2 separate regions of the Gossypium arboreum genome follow, and region 2 is linked to region 1. The links are chromatin contacts, called in public Hi-C maps. All regions are on one chromosome and are shown on one strand. The core of a region is the stretch at or near the end of the contact, and the rest is flanking DNA. Distances in the headings are between cores, read along the strand shown.

What was found. A called contact is a pair of places that touch in the nucleus more often than the background predicts.
Region 2: a Hi-C map of leaf shows a contact between it and region 1, with 2.7 times the contacts expected there. The contact joins the enhancer-like site here to the promoter of LOC108450229 in region 1. A contact is called at or near these places in 2 of 5 Hi-C or Micro-C datasets (both in leaf).

Annotation. Positions count from the first base shown.
Region 1 is chr11:23,401,821-23,408,937 of ASM2569848v2, forward strand. It overlaps LOC108450229 (cytoplasmic tRNA 2-thiolation protein 2), which reads right to left and starts at 2,817. Exons shown (of 7, transcript XM_017747758.2): 1 at 2,284-2,817; 2 at 1,853-2,201; 3 at 1,688-1,774; 4 at 762-883; 5 at 466-544; 6 at 1-114. The coding sequence starts at 2,585.
Region 2 is chr11:23,447,900-23,455,016 of ASM2569848v2, forward strand. LOC108452781 (a long non-coding RNA gene) reads right to left here and starts at 6,878. Exons shown (of 3, transcript XR_001866443.2): 1 at 6,713-6,878; 2 at 6,518-6,586; 3 at 6,061-6,433. Within about 2 kb of position 3,807, at least 2 of the 2 cell types and tissues checked have an H3K27ac peak or open chromatin away from gene starts, as enhancers often do. A contact at or near this core is called in leaf, where this site is marked.

The DNA of each region.
Region 1 (7,117 bases), core at 1,567-4,066:
ACGAGTTGCCGAAGGAACATTAGAGTCATGGATTTCCGGAACCCTGTTGAAGTGAAATGGAGTGAGCTTCCCAGCTGTTCTTACTATTGTGCACTCTCGAGAAGGATTTTCTTCCTGAAAGAAACAGCATTTCAATTAGAAACCTGCGAGTATAGTTCACTTAAAAGGAACTTACAGAAAGACAAACTGATAATGGTCACACTTTTAAACGTCCAACAGCTACTAACGAAATTTCCTTTTCTATGTAAAATAAGCTCCTGGATGGCATGAATATTAATGAGGTTAAAGAAACTCTCCTTTGGGGTCCGGAGGGCAAAGGTGAAATTTAGCTGCTCAATTAGACATAGCACTCTGCCTATCCATGAGCAGATAAACCATAACTAAAAGACTATGCAAAGAATATGCCCCCAAAAGGCACTATAAAAATACAGAATAATAAAATGTGAAAACTCCAACAAGTTCTACCTGCAGCACTTTAACAAATGATGATACCAGGCCATTGATGCCAGAGCATGGACCATTAAGCAACTCCACTATCTTCAAACTGCTGCCAAAATGAGTTTAGACCAATCATTTAGTTATAAATCAGATGATTAGTCAGATATGCCACAGATATACTTCCATGAAATTATATGATTGTCACATAATGGAGAAAAATGGAGGTAAACCTGATTAAAACAGAAAATTCAACTAAAAGTATATAAAAGTTTTCTTAATGCATAAAATAAATTCAAATATGAAGAACAAGGTAAGGTTCAAACCCATCAAGGCTGCAAAGGGTGTTGAGCTCTTGTGCAGGACAATCACGAAGTGGAAGCACAACAGGAATCTCCCATCTCGAATCAACATACTGTATGTCAGCTGATAAAGAATAACCCTGACCCTGAAAAGAGCAAAGTGATCAAATTAGATAGGTGGTGAATCATAATGAGAACTCAAAGAGCAATGAATTGTGAATAAATATCTAGGTTAGCAGTGCAGGAGGGTGGAGGATCATGGGACTAGTGATCCCTGGCATGCCTATTTCACCCCAAGAGCTGAACTTATGATATATTTTGTTACTAACCGGATAATATAAAATTAGTTTAATAAGAAGTCAAAAATAATCATTTACACCTCTCCAACTTATATTTTTGTTTGCAGTACTGAGCACAACAACTTTTATTTCATGCATGTTTTTTGCATAAACTTCAAAAAAATAGCAATCAGAATCAATGACAAAGGTAGAAAATCAAAAAAGCCTCAAATTCCCAGAATGTGATCAAAATTTTTTACAACTGCACTTATCATGCTAGTCTTTGAACCAATTTACAGCAACTCCTCTAATCTACCAGTTTGCCTAGCAATTTGCCCCTCCAAATTCTAGATAGCATGTTACCCTTCTAAGATATTGACCACAACTATACTGCTCCGCCTCATATTCAATCCTTGTGTCATATTCAATCCTTGTGTCTAACACATGGATACGGGGACATGAACTTAGACAAATTTGATCATAAACCCGTATCCAACACTCACACCTAAGCCCGAGTAACATAGGACCTCAAATCAACCTCAAAGCTCCTTCAGATAACCCCTTCACAACTTGAGCTAAAGACCATCTAAGCTTTACTATACTGATAAAATAAGTTTGATGCATTCACCATAGAAAATAGAAATAGCTTTTTCCAAACAAAGACACACACACCTTCACTGTGGCAGAAATGACGTGGCAAGCAATCCTTGACGTACATGTTCCTAGCACGATTCTAGTGTACCCATTTTCAGAAGCAATCTACGACAGAAACAGTAGTCAATTTTCCATATCTTTTTCCACACATTCACAGCTCAAAGGTAAAATTTAGTATTAAACCTTTTGCAACAACAAGATCCGTAAACGAATTAGAAGATCTTCTTTCCCAGTAACATCACTAACAGCATCTAATAACTCCTTCAATCTCTCCTTACCATCAATGCCATCTGAAGAGAAAATACTCTCAATTGGAACAACAAACAACTCTTTCGACGGTGGGGCTAGATTTGACACAATTAATCTTATATCCTCAATTGCCTTCTCAATGTGTAGAGAAGTAAATGAATGAGTGGAACTTTCATCAATAAACGCGACTCCGACACCAAAAACCGGTAATGACTTGTCTTTATTAGCATCATAATTCTTCTGCGCTTTATATTGCATCTCATGCACAAATTGTAAAACTACCCTAAAACCACAAACATAAATAAACATTCTGAGCAAAATTACCCAAATCCTTCAAATTAAGAGAGAGAGAGTGAAAGAGAAACCTGGAGGAAGTTCCACCAGAGAAAGCAACGAGAACTTTATCAGGAGGAGTAATCATGGCGTTATAAGTAACAGCTTGCTTGAACTTTCCATAGAGATTGTTTTTAAAGCAATCCTTACAAAATCTGGAATTTTCCCCACCGATACCGCAGCACACGGGTTCGTTGACCTTGCACTTCACGCAGAGGTTTTGGCAACTGTTGCCCCCATTTACCGCTGCTTTTGTATTTGGTTTAGGCTGTTCTTCCTCCTCGTACCCTTTATAGCAACCGGAAGAATTGCAGGTTGACGAATTGCACGCCATCAGTCACCTTGTTGCTCTGTATCCTCGTCCTAGGGTTTATGACTAGAAACACTACGGGCTATAGCTTAGTTGCCTCAAATTACCCAATGCCCTTATTTCGTAAAAGAAAAGTTCTAGTTAATTAATTTACACTTTGCTCCTTAATTTCAAAAAATTACAACTTAAATTACTAAACTATTCAAATGTTGTCGTTTGAGTCATGGGACTAACGTCATTTTTAAAATGAGTTTATTGCACTTTTTATAATGTAGGAAAAATACTAGTAATCACAAAGCAACACTTGCAAATTGATTCCACGCTACCAACCTCAGAAATTTATTGCATCAACAATTCACATTCGAAATCAAAAATAGAATAAAACCTGATACTTTATATTAATAATCAATACAACATATTAGTTTCATACAATGATTTACAATTATTGAATTAAAACCAGCCATCATCTAAACTTATAGGTGCAAATACAAAAAAATTTACAACATGGGTATAACATGCTTCTATGTCATAATCTTCCAATTATAGTTTACATACAAAATGTTACCATCTTACAATTGCATAAATAAAAAGTTACTTAACTCATCACCACAATCATAAGGGGTTTTTACTAATTTAATAAAAAAAAAACATCAAAATAATACAAACATAAAATTATATATTAAAATGGTACATGTAGGGTGGTACCGCCTCTAACAGAGGTGTGATCACCTTACTTTTCTGACACCAGTTAAAAAAAATATTAATTTAAAAAAGAGAGTAGGATGTGCCAGAGGCAGCACTGGTGAAGCCTCTGTCAGAGGCGGCACCAGTTGCTGACGTGGCACAGGCGACACCTACTCCCCCAAACCCTCTATTTAAGCCATCAATGTTAAATAGAGGCACACACCACTAAAAAAAATTACAAAATAAGAGAGGGAGAAGTGAAGAAAGAAAGAAAAATAATTTTTCCGGTAAAAAAATACATAATAAGAGAGGAGAAGAGAAGAAAGAAAATGTATCTTCTTTTTGTTATTTTTAAATAGAATAGATTACAATAAGAAAAAATTATTTTATTAGTACTATATAGTTTGTTTAGTGTTTTTTTATGTTTTGTTTTAAAAGTTATTTTGTTTATTGTGATTTTTGGTAAATTTTGTATTTAGATTAATTATGTGTTTATTGTGAATGTTATGTTTTAAATTTTTTAATATATTTGAAAGTTTTTATGTTAGTAAAACTATTATACATATTGTTAATTAGTGATAACAATGAAAATATTTACATTATACATATTGTTAAAAATGGAAACATATTTGGTATTGCCTGATGAGATAATTAACTTTAGCACAAAGGGAAAAAGTTGATAAGATGATAAGAGAAGTGCAATAGCACAAAATGAAACTAGAAGAAGACATTATTCAACACCTTATTACCGTAAATCAAAAGATACAAAAAGTGTTGTGGAAGGGTCATGAACTGATTAGAAAGAATAAAGTGCAATACTTAACCCTTAGAAGGATATTAATAGAACGGAAGCACCAAATCATTTTAGAGAAACTTTGGAAGACATCGGTTCCAAGAACCTATTGGAATCTATTAAGCGGTATAGCATGAATATATCAGTGGATTACAAAGTTGCAGTGTCTAAACCGACATTATATATTGGGGAGTGTTGGAAGTCGGTGCAAGGCTACGATTGGCAGGTTCGAGCTGCATTTGTTCAAAATTCACAGATGTAGAAGATACGCAAATTTGTTGGGCCTCACACATGCACATCAATACATATGACAGAAGATCATCGAAAACTTGATTCCAAAATTATCTGTACATGTATTATGCCAAAGGTGAATGACATGCCAACCATTAAAGTTTCAGTACTGATTGCCAAAATGCAGGTATGATTTCAGTATCAAGTATCATATCGAAAGGCGTGGATAGCTAAACAGATGGCAATAGAGCAATTGTATGGGAATTTTGATGTGTCGTATAATGAGTTACAGGGATGGATAGCCGCTATGCAAGAGTACGTACTGGGGACTGTCATTAAGTTACAAACACGACTTTATTACAGCCCGGATGACTAACTACAACCGGGAAAAAAAATTTCCATCAGTTGTTCTAGACGTTTGATCGATGTATGTGGGCATTTCCCTACTGCAAGCCGTTTGTGCAAATAGATAGGACCTGGCTATATGGAAAATATACTCATATCCTACTCCTTGCGGTTGCTCAAGATGGCAACAAGAACATGCATTTAGGTCAATTTAACCCTAGGGGTATTTCGGTAATTTATCTACTAGGGGTAAAACTGTAAATTTTCCACTTTTAAAGGTATTTCAGTAATTTATCTATTTTAGGGTTTTTCATGCATATTCCTACTTTTCACGTACTAACAAAATCACGTACCAAGGGTTCTTACCGAATTGGGCCCATTGGCCCATCATTCCAATTTTGGTCATTAAGCCCAAAAATATCGAGGGCACAGAAATCATGCAATTTGCAGTCCAAATTTTGCAGCTTACCAAAAACATTAATCGATTTACCTCACGAGCATTCGCACACTCACAAATCTACAAAATACCGGTTTTCGGCATTTCGGCTTTTTGACTTTTGCCGATCCAGACTAAGAAAGACGGTGTTAGTTACACACCTGTTTGCGACGATATGCTGATGAGATCCACACACGAACTGCCTACAATTGGATTACTAACACATTAATCTAACTATTCAAATACGAACTACGTATTAACCCCTTACAATATTCGACCAACCACACCTAAAGATCATAGTAAGCTTATAAGAAATCAATAAGCAACTCATTAACAAATTTTTGTCAATGTTTACCACATAATTATAATCTCACTGCAAGCTGTCTTCCTGAACAAAAGTCACTAAATCATTTATAACTAGAGCTACGAAACTCCAAATCAAGTGCTGTTAATTTTACCTGAAAATAGACTCATATATATTATATCCATAAAATTTTCAGAATTTTTGGTTTGGCCAATCAATACCAGATTTTTCTCAAAGTTTCGCATGTTTCACTGTTTGACTAATCTGACCACTCTTAATTACGAATCAGATTTCTTATTGTACAGAATTCAAAATATATTCTCGTTTATTTCATTTGAAACTAGACTCAACAAGCTTTAATTACATAATTTATTCAGCTTCTAATTCATCTCCCACAATTTATGGTGATTTTCCAAAGTCACGTTACTGCTGCTGTCCCAAGTAGATTTATTACCAAATTCACTCTTTCACACATAACTTGCATGCATGTTATTTAAACATGTATATCACCAATAAATCATCACATATCTATGATTTTACTTAAGTATAATCTCCATTTCATCATTTTAAAGCACAACATGTTAGCCAATTTTTCCCTTTAGCATCTGAGGCACATGCATGTTCATTTGTTTAGCTCAACTTCACCTATCTTCCATTTTTCATCAAAAGAACATGAAACAATAACCATTTCCTTCATTTTAATTCATGACCAAATGCTCACAACACAACCAAAAACCAAAATATGCTTCAAGAGCTAAGGTAGAATCAAGAAGAACTCATGAACATCAAGATAGAAGCAAACTACCATGAATTTACCTTCAATTTTCTTCCCCAAGTGACCAAACATTCAAGAGCTTTCTCCTCTCCTTTCTCTTCTCTAACTTTCGGCTATGATGAACAAAGATAGACAAAACTTTGTTCTTTTCACCCCTTTTTCTTTTAATAAAATTTCATATTTCATCCATTTAATTCTTTAATACAAAAGACATGAAATGCCCATCATGGAACATTTACGTAAACCATTATCATGGAACATTTACCTAACCTATTATCATGGAATATTTACCTAATCCATTATCATGGAACATTTACCTAACCCATTATGAATTTGTACCATGAATTATGGATATCAAGTGCTCATATTGTCTACAACAACATGATGGCTGGCCACTTCATGTAAAATGGAAGGTTTGTCATGCAAATCCTCTTATTTTGCACTCCTATTTATTTGGCCACTTCAATTTAGCCTATAGCATTTTCAAACATTTTCACATAGGCTCTATTTCATAATTTCACCCCATTTTTCTTATAGAACAAAAATTAACTAAAATTGCCGGGTTCTATCTTAAGCTTGGGCCTTCTAGAGGCCCACTAACATAATTAAACCTATGCCAACATTCACAGAATTCCCGAAAATTGGGGCGTTACAACTCTACACCCCTTAAAGAAATTTCGGCCTCAAAATTTACTTGATCCAAATAGTTGAGGGTATTGTTGACGTATAGTCTCTTCTGATTCCCAAGTAGCTTATTCCCTTCCATGATTACGCCACAGTACTTTTACCAACGGAACCAACTTCCTTCTTAGAACTTTAACCTCTCGATCTAAAATTTGTATGGGTTTTTCCTCAAAGGTCAAATCAGTCCTTACTTCAATCTCCTCCACTGGCACAACATGTGAGGGATCCGATCGATATCGTCTTAACATAGACACATGAAAGACGTCATGGATTCTGTCTAACTCTGGTGGTAACTCTAACTGAT
Region 2 (7,117 bases), core at 2,557-5,056, 47 kb after region 1:
AATAAAGGATGATTTTGGCATAACTTTAAATTGAGTACATTTTATTTTTCAAATTTTTATCTCAAATTGTTTCTAGTAAAAAGCGTAACAAAATTTTCATTAAAAATTTAATTATTTCAAAAACGTTGAAATTGTTCTGAATTTATAAGAAGTTAGATTTGAGTGGTTTAAGTAAAGTACAAATTGGTCATTAAACTCTTGCCTTCATTTTATTTTGATCACTCTCGTTACTGTTAAAGAAATGATGAAAAGTTAATATAAATGTTTTATTAACCTAATTGTAAATTAGTGTTCTAATATTTATGCATTCTACTAATTTGATTTTAAATATTAAATATTTAATAAATTTAATTCTTAATTTTATAAAACTTATTATATTAGTTCGAATTATAAAAAAATAATAAATTTAACTTCAAACTTGACAAAATTTTTGAATAAATATAATTTTCGAAATACTATAGATAAAGATTAGCCCTTTCATTTATCTTTTCAATGGAGGATTTTGTTTTCACACCAAAGTTGGCTAAACAATCCTATAATGATGACATCTTTTCCTTTTTATCTTTTTATTTATTTAATCAAATAATGACCCATCATAAAAAATTAAAGCATCTATTTTTTTAAACAAATCATAGTTTGCCATCATCCAATTAATCAATGATATATACTTATAAATCATCAAATATAAATCTTAATAATAATAAATGTCATATAAAAATTTATAGTAATTAAAAAAGTTGCCATTTAAAAATTTATTGAATTAGAACTAAATTGATAAATTTTGTAAACATTGAGGACTAAATTTATTGATGATTTTATATTTAAGATCAAATTGAAAGAATGTGTAAACATTGGATTACTCAATTTGTTATTAGACAAATAAAAAAAAGCCCACCAACTTTTCTTCACTTATGCAACGACAACTAACGGAGAGAGTGACTAAAGTATTTGATTTCGAAAAGTTAGGTGACTAAATTAAAAAAAAATTTACTATAGTTCATTGACTAAAATAGGACGAAAGCAATAATTTAGTAACATTTTTGTAGTTTATCTTTTACCAAGGTAATGGCATCTCTAATTCTGGTAATGTGATATGGTGGAAATAATTGTATAAAACAAAGACGTCACATTATCATGTATCTCTTACCAATTATTTAATGCTATTTCAACATTTTTATTTATGTCATTGGCACATCGTTTTGGTCGTTTTCTTAACTTAAACCCTTACCCCTAAACCTTGAACTTTAGACCCTAAACCTTAAACCCTAAATTCTAGACCTCAGACCTTAGACCTAGTTCAGGGTCTTGGGTTCAAGATCCAAGGTCTAGGGTTGATAGGTGCTAAAAGTAACATGTTTTAGTCTCATTCTTAATGTATTTTTGGGTGATTATTTGATGTTAACTGTGAATTTTATACTCTTAATCCTTTAAATTCATGTTTTTATACTTAGGAGAGCAATTGGGAGCAAAATGAGAGAAAACCTAAAAATCAGAACAAGCTACAAGAGCTCCATGGGTTGACCTTTTCACACGGGCTGCCATACAACCATGTGGCAGATCGTGTCGATTTTATGAATTTGCACTCTGAATAGCGGAAAAACGTGATTTTAAGGTTTTTTGGGCATTCTAAGAGTATATATGACAAAAATAAGAAGATAGAAGGGAGATGCCATAGAATATTCAAGAAAACAACTCGAAAAAAGGCCATTGAAGCTAATTCTGAAGCAGATATCTGTCAAGATTGAAGACACCTAGTTGATTTCTCTGGAGATTATCATGAGTTTCTTTATTTCTTTCGGTTACACTGTGTTTAGGATTTTTTATTTTCAAACATGAACTAATTTTCTAAATACTTAGGGAGATGAACCCTATGACGGATTATGTCCTTTGATTTTTATTTTATGCAATAAATACTTAGATCTTATTCTCAATAATATGTGCTTAATTATTGGTTTGATATTTCTAGATTATTGATCCTTGTTTGATGTGTTTAAATCAGAGGAGGAATAGAACCTATAATTGAGTGGAGTTGCATGCAATCCTAGAAATAGGACGACATAAATCTAAGATATTAGAGTCGATCTAATAGAGGAATTCATAGGTCGAGTTAATGTGATAATAGGGCTTTTAATTAGAAAGAAATTTCAATTAATCACGCTAGAGTCAGTTGCTCTTATTTTTGAAAAAGATATTAGCATAATTTAGGGATTTCTACAAATCAAGATACTAAATGTAGACATTGCGTAATTTAGATTGATAATAACTAGGGCAAATTTCGGGTAAAACTGAATTAATTCGGTTAACCGACCAGATTCGATTAATCAGTCGGTTAACCGATTTGCTCATGGGTCGGTTAATAATTTTTTAGAAGTTTGGTTAACGGTTAATTCGGTTCGAAATCGTTTGATTAACCGAACTAATCGAATTTAATAAATAATATTATAATATAAAAGTATTCGGTTGGTTCGGTTAATTTTTTGGAAATATAAATTAATCAGTAGGTTAAGTCGATTAATTTTTTTTATACTTGTCTTAATCAAAAATAAAAATATAAAACCGAATTAACCAATCAAGTTCGGTTCGGTTAATTTTTTTTGAAAAAATTTCGATTTGGTTAACGGTTAAAGGTTTAAAAGGGTCAGTTAATTCGGCTAATCGTAGTTCGGGTCGGTTAACCGATTGAACATCCTTAATAATGACAGATGAAATCTAGTTGGATTCTTTCCTAGATACTGTTTTGCTTATTGGTTGTTAATCGTTTATTTTCTTGATTAGTTCTTTGTCGCGTTTGTCAGTAATTAATTTAGTTGATTTTAGTTTTTAATCAATCACTCGAATTTATCAGTTAAATAATAAAAAGATAATAATTACTAGTGTTTTTAATTTTCGTGGGAACGATATCTTTGCTCATCATAGCTATACTATTAATTGATAGGTGCTCTTGCTTCAGCTAAATTTTTAGTTGGTTTCGTGGTTATCAAGGGTCCAAAGTCCAAGATTTAGAGTTCAAGGTTCAGGGCTTTGGTCTAGGATTTAGGTTAAAAAAATTATCAATATATGTGTTAATAAGATTGAAAAAAATGCTGAAATAACACTAAATAATTGATAAGAGATTTAATATAATGTGACGTTTCTATTTTATAAAATTTAAACATGAAAATTCATTTGGGGTTGATTGGATATCCCTTGTGTTATCCTAAAAAAATATTGACATTTAATGTAATTCACCTATTTCCAACAATCATCTTCAAATCCGAAGACTGGAATAATTATGACCATATTATGATAAAATTGTCTTTAGTAAATAACAGATAAGGTTATCTAAACAAGTAGTTTTGGGTAATCTGAAATGGGAACACTGAGACCTAATGAAAATGGGTGAGAGGGGATGGTCCCCTATTAGCTAATAGCTAGTCGATGGTGGCAGTGATTGTAGAATAAGGAAAATAGGTACTAATCATCTCAACATAATGGCAACCTTTGTCGTAATGTCTGTAAGAACCTTACTTGTCTTTTGGTCCTCACCATTTCCTTCCCCAGAAAAATGACATTCTTATTTATATAGTATGTATATATGTGTGACGTTGGGTCACACTCACTGCGTTTTGCTCGCTTCACAAGTCCTCTTCAGTTTTATCTGATTGGTCACTCCCAGAACTAAGCTCTTTGCAACATGTCGTCTCGGTTTTTCTTTTTTCTATTTTTCCAAGTATTTATAATCGATTTTATACTCAGAGATTCAAAATAAACTCTCTCCCTCTCTCTTTTTTTTTAGGACAAAGGAAATTTTATATGTTCACTTTGGTTGGAAAAAAAAGTAATGGAATGAGGGCTTTTGTTGGGCATGCAATTTTACAAAATATGAAATGTATTTTTTTTTCAAAAACACTGCATTTTTTTCTGCCATTTAACAACAATAATGTGAAACCCAAGTCAAGTTCAAAGCATATGCATAGGTAGCAACAAAAATTTGTTGCTGTCTGGTCCCCAAACTTTCTATTCAAAAAAAAAAAAAAAAAACTGGTACTTTGGAAGATCATCTCTCTAGGTTGAAAAATAGTATTGGGTTGATTTTTAGTTTGATTTCTACTTAATTTGTGCAGGTACTAATTAAAAATATTTGAAATGAACAGAGATTAATTTTTATTCAATTTTAATTTGTTTTAAATTATATAATATAAAAAAATTATTTTAATGAAAAACTCTAAATTAGTAATAAAAAATCAATGAACTGAATTGATATAAATCTGTAAATTTTAGTTGGTACCATAAATTACCTATAATAAATAAATTTGGTTCATTTTTAAAAAGCCAAAACATCACACAATTTCCACAATGAATTTTATTGGTCCCATTAGCCAAAATGAAAATCCAACCACTAACATAACTACAAAATTCTGCCACTGTTAATGTTGAGAGAAATCTTGCAAATTAAAAAGACCTAATTTTGTTGCAAAAGTGAAAGTTAAAGTGAAACTTGTGTTTTGTGATGAAGAAAAGCTCACTATAAATAGGTAATAACATAACCCTGTTTCCAAGATGAAAGACGAAACAAGATGAAAAGTTACACTGGAGACTGAAACACGAAAGCATCATGCCAAACAGAATCTGAAGAAATCAAATCACCCACAGTGTTGTTGTCCCATCCCCTTTCCCCTCACTTTCTCTTGTCGGTGCTACAAGAGATTGCTACAGTAATAACATTTACATATGTTCATAAAAACATATGAAGCAATAAAGGGCGAAATGTGACATTACATTTTAGAATTTTAGAGTATGCATGCGTATACAAGGGTACAAAATATAGGAATTAGATTAAAGTGGAAGAGCTAACACTTGACAAATTGCATTGTAAGAGAGCTGTTTATGATCTCTTCTTTTGTTGGCATTTTAGTAAATGGTCCAAAACACACACAAGAAATCAATAACTAAAATAAGAAGTAAGGATCTAAAGGAAAATATAGGGAGTCTTCATCTTTGATGCCACTTGCATCCATCATTGCCTCTTTTAGCTTCCTGTGCCTTGTCCATTATCTGCTGCCCAGAGTCTTCATATTTATTATCCGCTTGACCAATGAATTAGTACAGTTATGGGTAGTTGAATCCATGATTTGGAGTTAATTACCTGTTGCATTGATTCCCTGGCAATTGGGCAGACCTGTCCATCATTCTGCTAGCCTTTTCCTGGAATATAACATAAAGGAATTGCACCCATATTTCAATCATATCAATGGGGTAAAGTACTGAACTATGGAAGGAAAGAGAAATGAAATCCCTGAGCCTGGGCCTGGGCCTGACCAACCTACTGGGTCATGCTCTGGAAGACCTATCCATATTTGATGTTGATTAATTTGGGGAATAATATAATTTACGCAACAAGATTTTAATTTTGTTAAAATCATGACAACTTTGTCATATAAAATTTATGCGTAAGTTAATTTAATTACTCAATTAAAATATAAATATGATAAATAATTAATTTAATTCTCATTTTAAGTAATTTCATACAATTAAATAATACCTAAAGAAATTAAATTAAATTCCAAGTCATTTATTGCCTTATTGAGGAAATGCATTTACCGCAAATAATAATTCATGGATCTATTTCTTATTTGTCTTTTTCATCTATTTATTAAAACAGTTCTTATTATAGAATTGAACTGAGCTAGTGAAGTGATCGATCATGCATATATAATTAAGGCTTAAATAATGGCTTAATGCATTATTTGGCACCTAAGTTTGAGATTTTTTTTAATATGGTGCATGTGTTGTTTTTTAGTTTGTTATATATTTTGATATTTGAAGATAACAATGTTAACTTTCAACTTTTAGTGTTTTAATTGATTTGACGAAAATTCATAATTAACTAAGAATATTAACAATTAACTTTTATTAAATTAACCTTAAAATCGAAATAAATTTATTTTATCAGACTATATTTGATAAATTAAACACAAAATTAAATAAATTTACAATTAAAATTAAATTTATTTTATTAACAGATTCATTAAAACTTATTGATGAGGTAAATTTTGTAAGGGAAACAAATGAACAAAAGAGTTTTCCTAGCAATTAATTTGTATTTTATTATATTTCTAGAGGACAATAGCTAAGGAAACGGAAACTTTTCCACACTTCTAAGCAACAGGCACCCTTATTACAACCCAAAATTCATTAAAACTGAAAATTCTAGGGTAAATCTTTCTTCTTGGCTCAATTTATATGAGCAAAATGAAGAAAATTTTGCCAGAACAAAAATCAAAAGCTAAAAATGCATACATACATACATATATATATATATATATAGATAGATAGGTGCCCGAGAGGTGTGGTAATTTGGGATCAAGCAGGAGTAGTTTCATTTGTTCATCCCCATTGTATCCTTCATGGCATCTGCTGCGCCTTGTGCTTTAGCCTGCATCTGCTGCCCAGCCTGCAATACAAATAAATCACCGTTTAGCTCATCTATGATATTCCAAACATCTAAAAAAAAAAAAAAAGAAGAGACATGTATAACCTGTTGCATTGAATCCATAGCAGATTGTGCAGTTTCCCTAGCCTTGTCTACCGTCTGACGGGTCTTCTCCTGACAAAATTAAAGGAAATGGAAAACAATTAGAACAAACTAAAATATGCTTCTTCCTTTTTTTATATATAATCCATGCATGCAAATTGCAATGCAATGAAAATTAATGCAGGTTGGTTGACTCACCTGAGCTTGGCCCTGAGCCTGGCCAGCTTGGAAGCTATTGCTATGGAATTGGTTCATTTTTCCTTTATAACACCAAAAAAAATACACAAATAGAGAAGTAAAATCTTGGGTAGATGATGATGCTTAACTTTTGATGACGAAAACCTCAATACTGGGATGGGTATTTATAGTATTTGCGTGAGGGTGGATTGTGGAACAAATTTGTTCAACTGGGAATGTTAGACCGGAGAGTACATGAGATCCTACAATTCATTCGCCATTCAATCCAATATTAGTTGCGGTTTTTTAGTTCTTCCATTTTTTTACTGCAAATTTTTATATTATAGATATCTATTTTACATACTATGTTTAGAATTCGTGATTGTCTCTTTTAATAATATTATGTTAAAAATTTAAACTTAAAAT